Linked DNA regions of Mus musculus: all the other regions are linked to region 1. A link is a contact called in public Hi-C and promoter capture Hi-C data. All regions are on one chromosome and are shown on one strand. The core of a region is the stretch at or near the end of the contact, and the rest is flanking DNA. Distances in the headings are between cores, read along the strand shown.

Evidence for each region. Promoter capture Hi-C pulls out the DNA fragments that hold promoters and counts their contacts. A called contact is a pair of places that touch in the nucleus more often than the background predicts.
Region 2: a contact with region 1 is called in a promoter capture Hi-C map of hippocampal neurons, with 8 times the contacts expected there. The contact joins the promoter of Coq10a here to the promoter of Agap2 in region 1. A contact is called at or near these places in 12 of 39 promoter capture datasets (the C10 cell line, the HPC-7 cell line, the SN4741 cell line and 8 more), 2 of 484 Hi-C or Micro-C datasets (B cells and bone marrow-derived macrophages) and 3 of 115 datasets of contacts at active chromatin or transcription factors (embryonic midbrain, embryonic stem cells and pancreatic cancer cells).
Region 3: a promoter capture Hi-C map of neutrophils shows a contact between it and region 1, with 4 times the contacts expected there. The contact joins the promoter of Gls2 here to the promoter of Agap2 in region 1. A contact is called at or near these places in 6 of 39 promoter capture datasets (cranial neural crest, hippocampal neurons, liver and 2 more) and 1 of 9 other capture datasets (adipose tissue).
Region 4: a promoter capture Hi-C map of hippocampal neurons shows a contact between it and region 1, with 4 times the contacts expected there. The contact joins the promoter of Rbms2 here to the promoter of Agap2 in region 1. A contact is called at or near these places in 9 of 39 promoter capture datasets (the C10 cell line, cranial neural crest, embryonic stem cells and 5 more) and 1 of 9 other capture datasets (adipose tissue).
Region 5: a Hi-C map of muscle stem cells shows a contact between it and region 1, with 8 times the contacts expected there. The contact joins the promoter of Baz2a here to the promoter of Agap2 in region 1. A contact is called at or near these places in 17 of 39 promoter capture datasets (the C10 cell line, the HPC-7 cell line, HPC-7-derived erythroid cells and 13 more), 15 of 484 Hi-C or Micro-C datasets (B cells, CD4 T cells, cerebellar granule neurons and 8 more), 9 of 115 datasets of contacts at active chromatin or transcription factors (astrocytes, embryonic forebrain, epiblast stem cells and 6 more) and 4 of 9 other capture datasets (adipose tissue, liver, macrophages and 1 more).

The regions. Positions count from the first base shown.
Region 1 is chr10:127,077,626-127,080,167 of GRCm38.p6, forward strand. It overlaps Agap2 (ArfGAP with GTPase domain, ankyrin repeat and PH domain 2), which reads left to right and starts at 1,282. Exons shown (of 19, transcript NM_001033263.5): 1 at 1,282-2,542. The coding sequence starts at 1,997.
Region 2 is chr10:128,367,706-128,370,247 of GRCm38.p6, forward strand. It overlaps Coq10a (coenzyme Q10A), which reads right to left and starts at 1,275. Exons shown (of 5, transcript NM_001374700.1): 1 at 993-1,275; 2 at 302-448. The coding sequence starts at 1,132.
Region 3 is chr10:128,193,356-128,195,897 of GRCm38.p6, forward strand. It overlaps Gls2 (glutaminase 2 (liver, mitochondrial)), which reads left to right and starts at 1,280. Exons shown (of 18, transcript NM_001033264.3): 1 at 1,280-1,552. The coding sequence starts at 1,371.
Region 4 is chr10:128,175,303-128,177,844 of GRCm38.p6, forward strand. It overlaps Rbms2 (RNA binding motif, single stranded interacting protein 2), which reads right to left and starts at 1,266. Exons shown (of 13, transcript NM_019711.2): 1 at 1,048-1,266. The coding sequence starts at 1,113.
Region 5 is chr10:128,091,512-128,094,053 of GRCm38.p6, forward strand. It overlaps Baz2a (bromodomain adjacent to zinc finger domain, 2A), which reads left to right and starts at 1,272. Exons shown (of 30, transcript NM_054078.2): 1 at 1,272-1,339.

The DNA.
Region 1 (2,542 bases), core at 32-2,531:
CCCCCTACCAGGCCGAAGAACACGGTGCTGGCTCCTGCCTCCAAGAGCCGCCCACGGCAGCACTTATTATAGTCTGGGCTGCGTCAAGAGGGTGGGACGCCAAATCAAAGTACCGCGGAGACTCTCCAGATCCCGGGCAGGGGTCTCCAAGGCTTCAGGGAGATCTTCCTTCCTTCCAGCATCTCTCCTCCCTCCATGGGGTCTCAGTCTCTCTTCTGCAAGGGCTTAACTGTTCATATTTCTCTGCCCCTCTGGAGGACAAAGCCTTGAACTCTAAAGCCCCCAAAGGGGTGGGGACACAGCACAAATGGTGTCCATTCGCTCTGCCTCCCCCCACCCCCATCACACACACACACACACACACCTGCTGTAAGAACCGGGCTACATAGACCTCAGGACACTGAATGGAAACACCTAAAAGGCTGGCTCCCGCTGGCTCAGCTGAGGGGGTTCCTTGTGTCCAGGGAGCAAAATCCGCCCCCCCCCCCGCAGGTGGGTATCCAGGTGTGAGAGTAAGGCCTTCACTAACCAGCATCCCCTGATTGGTCTCCCACCCATCCTACACACTGATCCCTCCTCTCCGCTTATCCCTGCTGCTGCTTCGGAGGCACTCTTGGAGCTACGGTTGCTATGGAGACTAGATGCATTTTGGAATAGGGGGGGTGTCAGTCGGTAGATGTATTTCTTCCACCTTGAGCTGGGCCTTTGACTCATGCTGCTGATTGGGCTCAGAAGCCCTCAAGCTTCTCCCCTCCAGAGGCAAACCCCCTCCCCCTCCCTACCCTTCTAAGTTCCTTGTTTGTCCCCATCCCTGGGGACACTTTCCAAGTTCACTTTGGGACAATGAGTTCAAGGCGCAGTGCAAGTACTCAGTATAGGGTGGGAGCGGGGTGGGAGAGGGAGCTGGGTGATGAGAAGGGAGACTCACCCAGGTACCCTGCGAGGGGAAGGGGAAAGGCCCTGGGAAGGGATAGCCCATTTCAGCTTCCCCAGAATTGACGGGGACAAAGAGTTCTCTCTGTTCCTGTACCTGTCCAGCCAATAGTTCAGTTTTTTTTACCTTTGTCCCTAAATGTCACAGTCCACATTCGTGTCCCCTAATCATGGTGTGAGAAATGAGGGGGCTAGGTAGTTGGTGGAGGTGACTCCAAGTACCAGGAAATCCAGTCCAGGTTTTGGGAGGGAAATCCAGTCCTGGATTTTGTACCGCCCTAGCAGACAGCGGTGTTGGGGGGGGGGGGGAGGAGAGATGGGGTGGGGGGGCCCGCGGGCCGCCTCCTCCTCAATGTGAGGGGAGCGCCCGGACACAACGCGCATCCGGACCGAGCCGATCCCGGGCGAACCCCCCCCCCTACTCTTCTCCAGGATCCACGCCCCTCCCCTCCCAGACCCCAGACCCGTGGGTTCCTATCTCCTCCCGTTCCCTCTTTCCTCCCTCACCGCCTCCAATAGCTCCATCCCTAGCATCCTCCCCGTGCTCCTGCGAATCCCCCGCACAGACAGCCCCACTAGTCTCTACCCTCAAGACCCCCCTTTCCCACTGCATCTGCGGCCTCTGCCCATTGAGTCCGCATTCCCGCCCCTGCCTTCCCCTCACCCAAGCTTCTCCCCCAGGCCCCTGTCCCCCTTTCTACCCTCTTTCCCTTCATCCCCATTTGCCCCCACTACTGTCCTCTCCACCCTCCTCCGCCCATCTCAACGCCCCCACCCAGACCGGGGTGCACGATCCGGCGCGCCTCCCTGGAGCAGCACCAAGGTCCCGGGGCTCCAAGGGGGTGGGGGCGCAGGGCGGGGAGCATGGGGAGGGGGCGCCCCATGTGATGGGAGGGGGGCGCAAGAGGAGGCGGCGGAGGCGGCGGCGACAGCGGAGCCGGGCCGGGGGCTCAGAGGGGTCCGGGGGCTGGGGGCAGCGAGCAGGGCGGCCCCATGGCCGGGCCCCCCTGAGGCATACCCGGGGAGTCCCCTCCCCTCCCCAGCTCGGGGGTCTCCGGGCCCCATGAGCCGGGGCGCGGGCGCGCTTCAGCGCCGGACAACGACCTACCTCATCTCGCTGACCCTGGTCAAGCTCGAGTCGGTACCTCCGCCGCCGCCTTCTCCATCTGCAGCCGCAGCCGGCGCCCCCGGGGCCAGAGGCTCCGAGCCCCGAGATCCTGGCAGCCCCCGAGGCTCGGAGGAACCCGGCAAGAAGCGGCACGAGCGTCTCTTCCACCGGCAGGATGCGCTGTGGATCAGTACCAGCAGCGCAGGCACCGGGGGTGCGGAGCCCCCCGCGCTGTCCCCGGCTCCGGCCAGTCCGGCTCGCCCGGTCTCCCCGGCTCCGGGCCGCCGACTGTCCCTATGGGCCGCCCCTCCGGGACCCCCGCTCTCCGGGGGGCTGAGCCCGGACTCCAAGCCGGGAGGCGCCCCCTCTTCCTCCCGGCGCCCTCTACTCAGCAGCCCGAGCTGGGGGGGTCCGGAACCTGAAGGCCGGACGGGTGGCGGAGTCCCGGGCTCGTCCTCCCCGCATCCTGGCACCGGTAGCCGAAGGCTCAAGGTGGCGCCT
Region 2 (2,542 bases), core at 25-2,524, 1.3 Mb after region 1:
CCCTAGGCTATGTGAGAGCCTGTCTCAAAATGTGTGTGTGTGAGATACCTATGATGCAGCTCTGGCTATGTAGTCCGTGGAAGCTTCAAGCTTAGATTACAGGCTGTACTACCTAGTCGGTTACCTTTCTATGATGTAACACAATTCTAGACTAATACACGTGCAGAACAACTAAGGTGGGAAATTTAGGTTGAAAGGCTGGCAGCGAAAACGTTGCTGGGGAGACAAGTGGCCCAATATGAATCTTACCCACTACTGGTACATGGTTATTTATTTGAAGGGGAAAAAAAGGAATGCTCACCCCATGATCCTACGCTCCGAGTAAGCCTTTCGCTTGTTGGTAAAGGGGGCAGCAAAGCCCATGAAGGAACGACTATGAGGTAGGCCAGCCTCCGCTGCCAAGGCCTGGGCAGCGCGAGGCAAGAAGAGATTACAGGAAATCAGAAACCTAGCGCCAAAAAGAAAGGAGAGGCAGCGTCACGATTCTTTTTTTGTATTCAACCACTTCAGGTGAAGGGGAAGAGGGATGCATCACAGAGGAAGGTCGTTGGTTCGGGCAAGCTTTTCTGCCCCTAGCACCTGCTGCAGCTAGCTGGGCTGGCTGGCCAGGCAGTCACGAGTGCGAAAGGTCGAGGGCGGCTGAGGACAGGGCCAGGGGTGGGGATGGGAAAAAGAAGGGCACGTCCTAAGTGCCAGCTGCCTTTGAGGCAACACTACTGCTGCAAGCAAACTGAAGCATCTCTGACGCCAGGGTCAGGCCAGGCACATCAAAGCCAGAACGCCGGCGAAGGCCAAGAAGTGGCTGGCACGCACCCGCCCCGAGCATCTAGCTTGTACGCGTATCTCCAGAACTCCATTCGAACTCCCAGGGCACCACCAATGCCAGCCCTTCTCCGGCCTGCCGTCTAAGGGCTGCCACCCTCCACCGCTGAACTTCGGGGTGCCGGGCGACCCCCTCCGGTCCTGCGCGGACGTCTGTGCCTGCCTCTCACCTCATTGGACGCGGCGGCCGCGGAGGGCCCGGGGGCGGGGTCGGGACGGAGCGCGCGCCCCGGCAGAGCGAGAAGCCGCAGCAGCTCCGGGCGGCCGCGCGCGTCGGGGCCGGGAGCCTCCGCGCGCCCGCAGAGGCCATGCGCGCGCCCCTGCCTGGCACTCCCGGCGGCGGCGAGCTGTAGGGGAGGCCGGGCAGGAAGGGCGGCGCGAGCTCCGGCTGCCTTCGCCCTGCTCCGGCCCGCGCGCCGGATAGGCTGTCACTGAAGCGGTGACCGCAGCTCTGGGTCCCCTCACGTCACGCCGTTGCCAGGGATCGGGAGGAGGGAGCGCGAGGAAGGAAGGGACAACGCTGCCTGTCGGGAGATGTAGTTTCTTTGACACCTCTGGCGTGAAAGAAAGGGCGCTGGGTGCGTGTCGGAGGAGCTGCAGAGATGGCTCGGGGGAGCGAGATCGCCTGGCACAAACTACTTGGCGAGTCTGTGGTCACAGGACCTGATACGTAGACGCAGAGGCGACGTCGTGGGCGTGTCAACGGCAGATGGCTGTCGATGTCCAGAGGAACGTTTCTCAGAGCCCTTTAGAAGGAGAGGCTCTTTTCATCCTACTGGCCTTTGCAGTGCCTGCTGCCGGTTTATGTCTTTGGAAAAGGATATTAACTTTGCAAGTTCTGGGCTGACTTGTATAATCTCTCCTAGATCTACACGCCCTTCCCCCTTCCTCCCCTTCTCGTTATTCGAGACAAGACAATTCAGGCCTTGAATTTGCAGTGCTCCTTCATGAACGTCCCTAGGAGCAGAATTTCCTCCCTAATATTTATGGAAAGAAGTCTGAGGCAGAAGCAGGAGGGTTGCCACGAGTTCCAGGCCAGCCTGGGCTACCTACCCAGTTTTAGAGTAGCCAGCTCTAAACAAGAAGCAAGCCCTACTGTCAGACCAAACCAAACATAAGACATGGTTTGTTTGTTCTTTGAGACGCCCTCGCTATATAAGCTTGGTTGCCCTGGAACTCTTGGATATCGTCCTGACTCTTAGCTGCTGAGATTACAGACATGCATGCTCTCCAGGAGGGCTTTGGGGTGTCATGATCTTGCTCTGTAACCTGCACTGACCTTGAACTCATATGCACCTTCTTGCTGCCACTTCCCAGTTGCTGGAATTACAGGTGTGAGCTACTACTAGCCAAAATTTACTTTTAGAAAAAAGCACCATCACTGTCGGGGAAAAATGTGTACTCAATGGAGGACGAGACATCACAGGCAGAAAGCCCAAAGGTGAATACTACGTCCCAGGATTCAAGGAAAAAACAAGCGCTCTTGGGAAAAGTATGACCAAAGGAAAAAGAGAGAAGAGAAATAAACTACAAATTAGAAAGAGATTAGCCTAGACGGGTGCAAGAGCAAGCAAAATTCTCCCGACTGTCACAGAGCAAGCTCTGCTTTCCCTACGCTGGGTTAAAGCTCCCCACATTGATTCGAGCTTTGCCTGACAAAGGAAATGTGCTGGCAGGAAGAAGACAGGCAATCAAAGCTACATTGTGATACAAGTCAAAT
Region 3 (2,542 bases), core at 30-2,529, 1.1 Mb after region 1:
CCTAAATTTTGTGCATTTTCTCCACTACAAACCAAGACCACACCTTTAATCCCAACACTCTGGAGCCTAAAGTAGGTGGATCTGAGAGTTTGAGGTCAGGCTGGTCTAGCTCGTAAGTTCTAAGAGATACGGAGAGGCCAGGTCTTAAAACTAAAAACAATTGGGGGAGCACGTATATGTTTTGTGTTTCTTTGCTTTTTTGTCGTGTGTGTGTGTGTGTTTGTGTGTGTGTGCACGCGCACCGGCATGCGTGTGGTGTTGCACACCCCTGCAATTCTAGCACTTGAGAAGTTGAGGTAGAAGGTTGGCCACGAATTCAAGGCCAACACGGGCTACAAACTGAGTACTACGGCAACAAGGGCTATATCTCAAAGCCCTGTTTCTAAAACAACAATAAAAAAAGATTTCAGCCGGCCCAGCACTTGGGAAGCAGAGGCAGGCGGATTTCTGAGTTCGAGGCCAGGCTGGCCTACAAAGTGAGTTCCAGGACAGCCAGGGCTATACAGAGAAACCCTGTCTGGGGGGGGTGGGGGGGGGGAAGATTTTGAGTTCACTGGCTTATTTTAATACGTGAACTTTAGAGAAAGAGAACTTTAGAGAGAGACTATAAGTCCTCCGCAGCCACCAAATGACCTAAGAACCTGGGCTCCATGACGCCTAGCAATGAAGCGCGGCGGGCTGCTTCTGGACCGTCTTTCTGTCCACTCAGCGCCAGCGCGCATCCGTGATTGGGGTGTTTGCAGCCCGCACCGCCTGCCTGTAAGTGTGCACTGGCCACCCCTGGCCTTCGAACATGGAAGGTCACTACGTGGCTCCCGCATCCCGCTCGCTCTCATCTCTCTTTGAAAGTGTGGCGTTTTCATCTGCACCAGAGCACTCCGTCGTCCCCAGCCCTGGCGCGTTTCCACGAACTCCGACTGCGCAGAGGCCGATCCTCTCCCCGCCAAAGCTCTGACGCGCGCCGGTGTCCCGACTGTCCCAGCCTCCCGCGCCTTTCCCCGCCTCCCAGCGTTCCTCCTCCTCAGTGATTGGACGCGGTTCCTGTCCCTTTTGACTCCAGACCACGCCCCCTCCCCACCCAGCCGCCTCCAGCTTCTCCTCAATCGAACCCGTGGCGCTCCTGGCTGGAGGCTGTGAGGGGACTATGGGTGTACCTGCGGGATCCGAGTCGTCCCGGACTGGCCCCTCCCCGGACCCCAACCACTCCCACCGGGCCGGTCCTTCCCCCCCCCACCCCCCCCCCGCAGGCTCCACTGGCCCCAGGACTGCTCCCGGGCTCCTAGTCTCGCCCGCCACTCTTCCGCCCCTCCCTCCTCGCCGCCGCTCGCACGTCTGGAGCGCCCGGGCCGAGCGGGTGGCGCGCCGGGGGCATGCGCTCCATGAGGGCTCTGCAGAACGCGCTGAGCCGCGCGGGCAGCCACGGTCGGCGGGGAGGCTGGGGTCATCCGAGCCGGGGCCCGCTTCTGGGCAGGGGCGTCCGGTACTACCTCGGTGAGGCCGCAGCGCAGGGCAGGGGGACGCCGCACAGCCACCAGCCGCAGCACTCGGATCAGTAAGGCTCGCGGGACAGGGGCAGGGGACAGGCTGGCTCCCACTCCCACTGTCGTTCTCGCTAGCTCCCTGGGAGTCCCCTTCCCCAGAGAGCGAGCGCATCTCATCTCCTCTCCGCGCTCACTAGCCTGCGATGCCTTTTCCTTTAGATGTGGGGCTTTGGGTCCGCCGCGCTCGGGCGGTCAGGTGCTGTCCGCCGCGCTCGGGCGGTCAGGTGCTGTCCGCCCGGGAGGGCGTTTGGGCAGGTCGGTCTTCGAGATGATGCCTGTCCAAGGTGCGTACTTATTTGGGAACGCAGATGGGCGCGGAGTGTTGCTTGGTGCACGTGTCTGAGTGCAGGGCCGAGTGCACACCTGCCCATCCCCAGCCTCTCTTCTCTGGTCCCAGTATTTTAGGGAATTTTGTGGATATCGAACAGCTTCCTGCCCCAGGTCCAAGTGCGCTTGGGTCTGACTGTGTGGGGTTTCTTGTCTCTGCCTGTCGTCAGTGGGTAATGTGCGGTGTGCGTCATTGCTGATGCGCACGTAGGTGCGTATGTGTCCGGAGTGTTTTTGTAGCAGAGCTTAACCGTGGAATATCTTATATGCTGGCAAAACACTGATAATCAAGTTTCCAACTTGGTTTTGGAATGCGTTGATTATTCATAAATGAGAAAATTGTGAGACAGTTCCTAAACCAGTCAGCTATTGCGTTGCTCTGCCTCTCTAAATTGAAGTGTTTTTCCCCTTTGGGGCCATCTTCAACCCAGGAAGTCGACCCCCCCCCCCCCAGCATACATTGCCCAGGAATGCTTAGTAGCTGGGCTTTCTCTCCAGCCCCAAGAGGAGTGTTTTCAAAGCATGAAATTTGTTATCCTCAGACATCCAGCTGGACGTTGTCCTGGTAGCTCCTGCCTCATTATGGCAGTATAGGAAATGGACCGTTTTTTCCCTATCATATCAGCTTAGTGATATTTAGAAACATATGCACACCATAATTAAATGAACCAGAC
Region 4 (2,542 bases), core at 16-2,515, 1.1 Mb after region 1:
GCTGTAGAGCTTTCTTTCTTAAGCACATAAACAGAATGAAAACCACATAAACTACCCACCAGAGTACTGCCCTGATGAGATACTAGTATTCGAGTCTCTGAAATGGTCTTTTCAGGTCCACGAGGATATGAATCTCTCCCCACCTCCAACATTCCATCAAACAAGCATAGATCTCTGCACCACGTGTTTTCTTAAAGAACAGCTGTAATGCTCAAAAGAGACCAAAAAGTCTTCCTGCTATGGCTCAAAGCTCCTCCTCCAGCATTGCATACCACAAAATGCCAAGAAACTGCCAAGGATACTCTCTGGCAAATGTGGGCAAGCCTGTCTATCTCTCTCCAGGCTGTTCATTCACTCAAACATACCTTAACTCCTCAGGCAGCCAGGGGTTAATCATAAAGACTCCAGGGATCCTTGCTAAGCCTGGCTATCTGCAGGGTTCCAAGTATCCTCTCAAAAGGCATGACCCAAAGAATCACAGAGCTTTCTGCCTTAATCCCAAAGCATGTTATCTCCCCAAATTCCTCTGCCAGGATGGGTGGGGTGGGGTAGGGTCTCTCGTCTAGAAGCACACACTTAATTCTTGATGAGCCTTGAGACCTCTCAAACTACCTGTAATTTTTCTGCTATCTGGTGGGTTGAGTAAAAAGCGAAGTGAGGTGGGGGTAAGGGTGGATGCAATTAACCAAAATGATAAAATAATCTTGCCGGGTGTGAGCCTAGGGACAAGGTCTGAGTTGTCAGACTATCCCCGGGACCATGGGCGCAGCAGCAGACAGGCAGACTAACTTCGTTTCAGAAGATACAAACTTGCAAAGTTGGTTGTTTTTATTCCGCTGCCTCCTCCAGCCTCACAAACTTCTGCTCTAAATTCCTTTAACTCCAGAACCAGGTGCAAAAAGGCAGGAAAGACGCGGTGGAAGGAGAGGCGCTGAAGGGGGACAGAGGAATCTCGTTCCCCTCTTAAAGGAGAATTCTAAAACCAAGGGCGCTCCTGGATCCCTAGGAAAGGAAGTAGCTGATTCCCCAAAAGCACTTTTTTCCTACCTTCTTGTTGTTCTTGTTATAGCCAAAAGTCGAAATCCCAGGCCTGGAAGTCACTGATAGCAGCATTTTTTCTTTACTGTTACGGAGCTGAGAGAGAGAAAGAAGAGAGTGAAGGAAAGGGAGGGAGAAAGAGGGAGGGAGGAGGGGAGGGGGAAAGGAGAGGGAGAGAGGAAGGGAGGGAAAGAGGGAGGGAAGGGAGAAGGGAGGGGGAGGAGAAAGAGGAGAAAAGGAGCACGCAAGAGAGAGAGAGGGAGTGGGGGGGGGGCCTGCGGGGAAGAATGAGCTAGGTCTGCTCCTTACGTCACTGAGAGAAGTTAACCCAAAGTCAGAACGAGCCACTTCCACTGGGTCCTAATGCCCGGGATGTTCTGTTTTGGTTTTGGTTTTCATAGGCTTAGTTCAAGCTAGAAAGAAGAATTCTTAGGTCTAATCCTTTTCAAATGTAACCCTGTTTCTCCATGAACAAGTTCTGATTATTATGAAAAGACAATTAACCTATTATTAATAAAAGACAATGGTTTTTGTTGTTGTTTTGTTTTGATTTGAAGCTTTCTTTCCCTGAGATCTCAGCTACAAGATTTCAAACTTGGCCTGAAAAATGTCTTAGTAAGTTGCCAGGCCTATGCTCAGTTCCCAGATCTACATGGTAGAAGGAGAGAACCAGCTACCAAAAATTTTTCTCCCCCGACCCCAGCACCCAATGTGGCATGCCCACATATGCACATACAAAAAGAAATAAATGAAATAGTATATATATATATATATATATATATTTAAAGACATCAAGCTTAGTGTAAAAGGACCATCTTGACTGCCTCCCAGAGCATGGAAAGAAGACTATATGGCAATACCGTGTGTGAGAGCTCAGAGCTCAGACTAGTTTATATTAGGGTGATTTTTTTTTTTTTTTTTTTTGGTTTTTGAGACAGGGTTTCTCTGTGTAGCCCTGGCAGTCCTGGAACTCACTTTGTAGACCAGGCTGGCCTCGAACTCAGAAATCCACCTGCCTCTGCCTCCCGAGTACTGGGATTAAAGGTGTGCACCACCACGCCCAGGCCCAGCTTATATTAGGGTGATCTTGATGCAGTAAGAAAGATTTTGGAGTCTGGAGAGCTGGCTCAGGGGTTAAGAGCATGGCTGCTACTCCAGGAGAGCACAGCTGATTCCCAGCATCCACATGAGGTGACTCACAGTCACCTCTATGGCCACTAGCTTCCATGGATACCAGCATGCTCACACATGTGTGCTCTCTCTCCCTCTCCCACTCCCCCCCCCCATCATATACACATGCATACGTATATACACATACATAAGTACACAAAACACACACAGAGACACACATACACACACAATGTTTTATTTTTTATTTTTTGAGACAGGGTTTCTCTGTGTAGCCCTGAATGTTCTGGAACTCACTCTGTAGACCAGGCTGGCCTGGATATCTGCCTACCCCTGCCTCCCAAATGCTGGGATCAAAGGTGTGCACCCCCACTGC
Region 5 (2,542 bases), core at 22-2,521, 1.0 Mb after region 1:
GGCCCTGTCCTCGCCTCCTCCCTCTCTCCACCCAATGAAAGCCCCGCCCTTCCCTCCTCCCTCCCACCCCAGTCTGTCATACAGGGACATCACCCTACAGCAGTTCAGGCTGTGTCGTTCGCAGGAAGCATACATTGGCTTTTTTGGGGTTTGCGAGTTCCCAGCCCATAGTTGGACAGGATCCAACAGTAGCCTTCAATTGAAGCAAGACCCAAGGACAGTGAGAATCTGGGTCCTAATCCTGAGTCCTGCCAGCCTGACATGGGTAAGTATGATAGCTGCCCCTGGGAAAGGCCTGAGGGATGCCCAGCTCCCTCTCTGGCTGACTCAGCAGGGGTGGGGCCTAACCTTTGCTCTTTTGGGGGAGTGAAGGAAGAGAAACGGACTGTGGGGGGGACACGGGGCTTAGCTGGTGAGCTGCTGAGCATTGGCAAGCTCCAGCTCTAAGGAAGAGCCTGGGGTTGTATCTTAGGTTAGGGCTTCCTTCCTCACCCTAGAACCCCCCGCTCCAATTTAAGTGCAGAGATTCAAGTAGTATTTTACTGTATTCATTACTAGTTCAGTCTTGGTCTTGTAAGAGATGCTTCCCCTCCCCCTAGTTTCTCTCGGTGTTTCTTCCTCCCCCCTTTAACCCACCACCGGGTCGGGGCTGCACTGAGCAGCTGCTTCCTGTTGCCCCAGAGGTTGCTGCAAGGGTGGTGGTGGTGGCTGGGGCCAAACCGAGCAATGAATAAAGTCGATTCTTAGCCCTGCATCAGCCTCACGACCCTGTTACGGATGGCCTCCACCATTGACAGGACAGAGAGCGTTTTGCCTCTGTGGTTTCCTGATTCCAGATTTGTACAGCTGTAGTACGGATAGGGCCGGGAGAAGCCTGTTTACCTAGCAGGGCGCTGTGCGTGACCCCGACATGCTCTCGGCCTTGAGTTCCCTCTCCTGCTCTCCTAGGCCTCCTTGAATCTTTGTGGCTCCCACTGTCTCTCCAGCCTCCTTTGTGAATAAGTCTTAGCTGGGCGCCCCGTGCCGGCAAAAAGAGCTCTTCAAGTACTCCAGTTCAGACCCACCGCTGTCCCCAACTACGCCGCAGAAGTTTCTGTCTTTTCCTGCATCTGGGATCCTTCCTGGTTCTGGCCCCTAGGAGACGCCACCCGCCGTCCCCTCCCCCAGCGGAGCCTTCGCGACAGCCGTCCCTGAGCGCTCGTCCTCACCCGGGTGGCTCCTGCCCCTTTAAGCGCCGCCCCCCCCCCCTCCGCCGCCGGCCTCGGGCTGGGGGAGGAGGCGCCGCCGCCCGGCTCGGCCACCTGCGCCGCCGCCGCCGCCCGGCCCGGCCCTGCTTCAGGTGAGGCCCGGCATCCGCCTCCAGGCCCGGGGTCCAGGGCAGGGCGTCCCCGCAGCCGCTTCCTCCCCTGGGATCCAAGCTCTGACCTTCCCTGCGCCCGCTGCCCTTGCTCTCTCCCCCGCCCTGCCTCCTCGCCCGTTCCTCCCCTGTCCTCTGCGCCCGGGATCCGGAGGCTTCTCACGCCTCTCCGCCATCCTCTCCCGGGAACCCCTCCTATTCCGGCCCTGGATCTCCCCTCCCCCGCGCCTCCCTCGCCAGAAAGCTCTCCCGCGGTCTGGGTTTCGCCTCCTCTTCTCTGGAACTAGCGCTTTCCCACGCCATCCTAACCCCGGAGGGGGGGGGAGATAACCGCCACCCCAACCCCTCTCCTGGTAGTGCGGGGGGCGGGGGGTACGACGCACGTTACGGGCGCTGTCCGCCCTGCTCCGCTCACCCTTCAAGTTCAGCTAAGTCTCACCTAAAGCTTTTCTTGCCGAGTTTGGGGTCGGACCCGAGCACCGCCCCCTGATCTCGGTGGGAAGGGCGCTCGGCCCCGCTGGAGCTGGCCCCTCCCCCTAGTCCGGGCGCCGGGGGCAGCGGCGCTGCGGGAACCTTGTGATACTCCGCTTCAGCGGCTGTTGCGGCAGAACAAGACTGGGGCTAAGTCTCTAAGGGATTGGGGGTGCTGGGTAAGGCAAAGGAAGCCCAACCTTCTCTATTTCAGGTTACTCCAGAAAACAAAACAAACAAAAACCCCGAGATGTCACTGTCTTATATGCCTATCATATGCCCAGCTGTCCGTTGGGGAATTTGGAGACTAAATCCGAGGGGCGCAGACCCACTTGGAGAAGGGGAGGGGTTACAATCTTTTTGGCATATTATGAGAGAACCTAACCTTACCAAAATACGGTGAGATTGTCTCCTCCGAACCTGAGTGCCGAAAAGGAACCAATGGGAATTGCTACAGGGCCAAGAGCTGTGGCTAAGGCAAGATCGGTTCAGTCATGGAGTGGGAGGTCTTTATAATTACCCTACCTTCAATAGGAAATACTCTTTCCATCCAGCTGAGCCCCGAGCTCCTTCTCTAGTGCCCCTGCCTCCAGAATTAGTAGAATGGGTGTCAGGGTTTGTCTTATACTACTCTGAGTCACAACTAAAGGTGCTGGGAAGGGCGCAGTGTGTGTGTCCTGTAGTGCTTAAGGTTGGATGCTTGGAGTGTCTTGA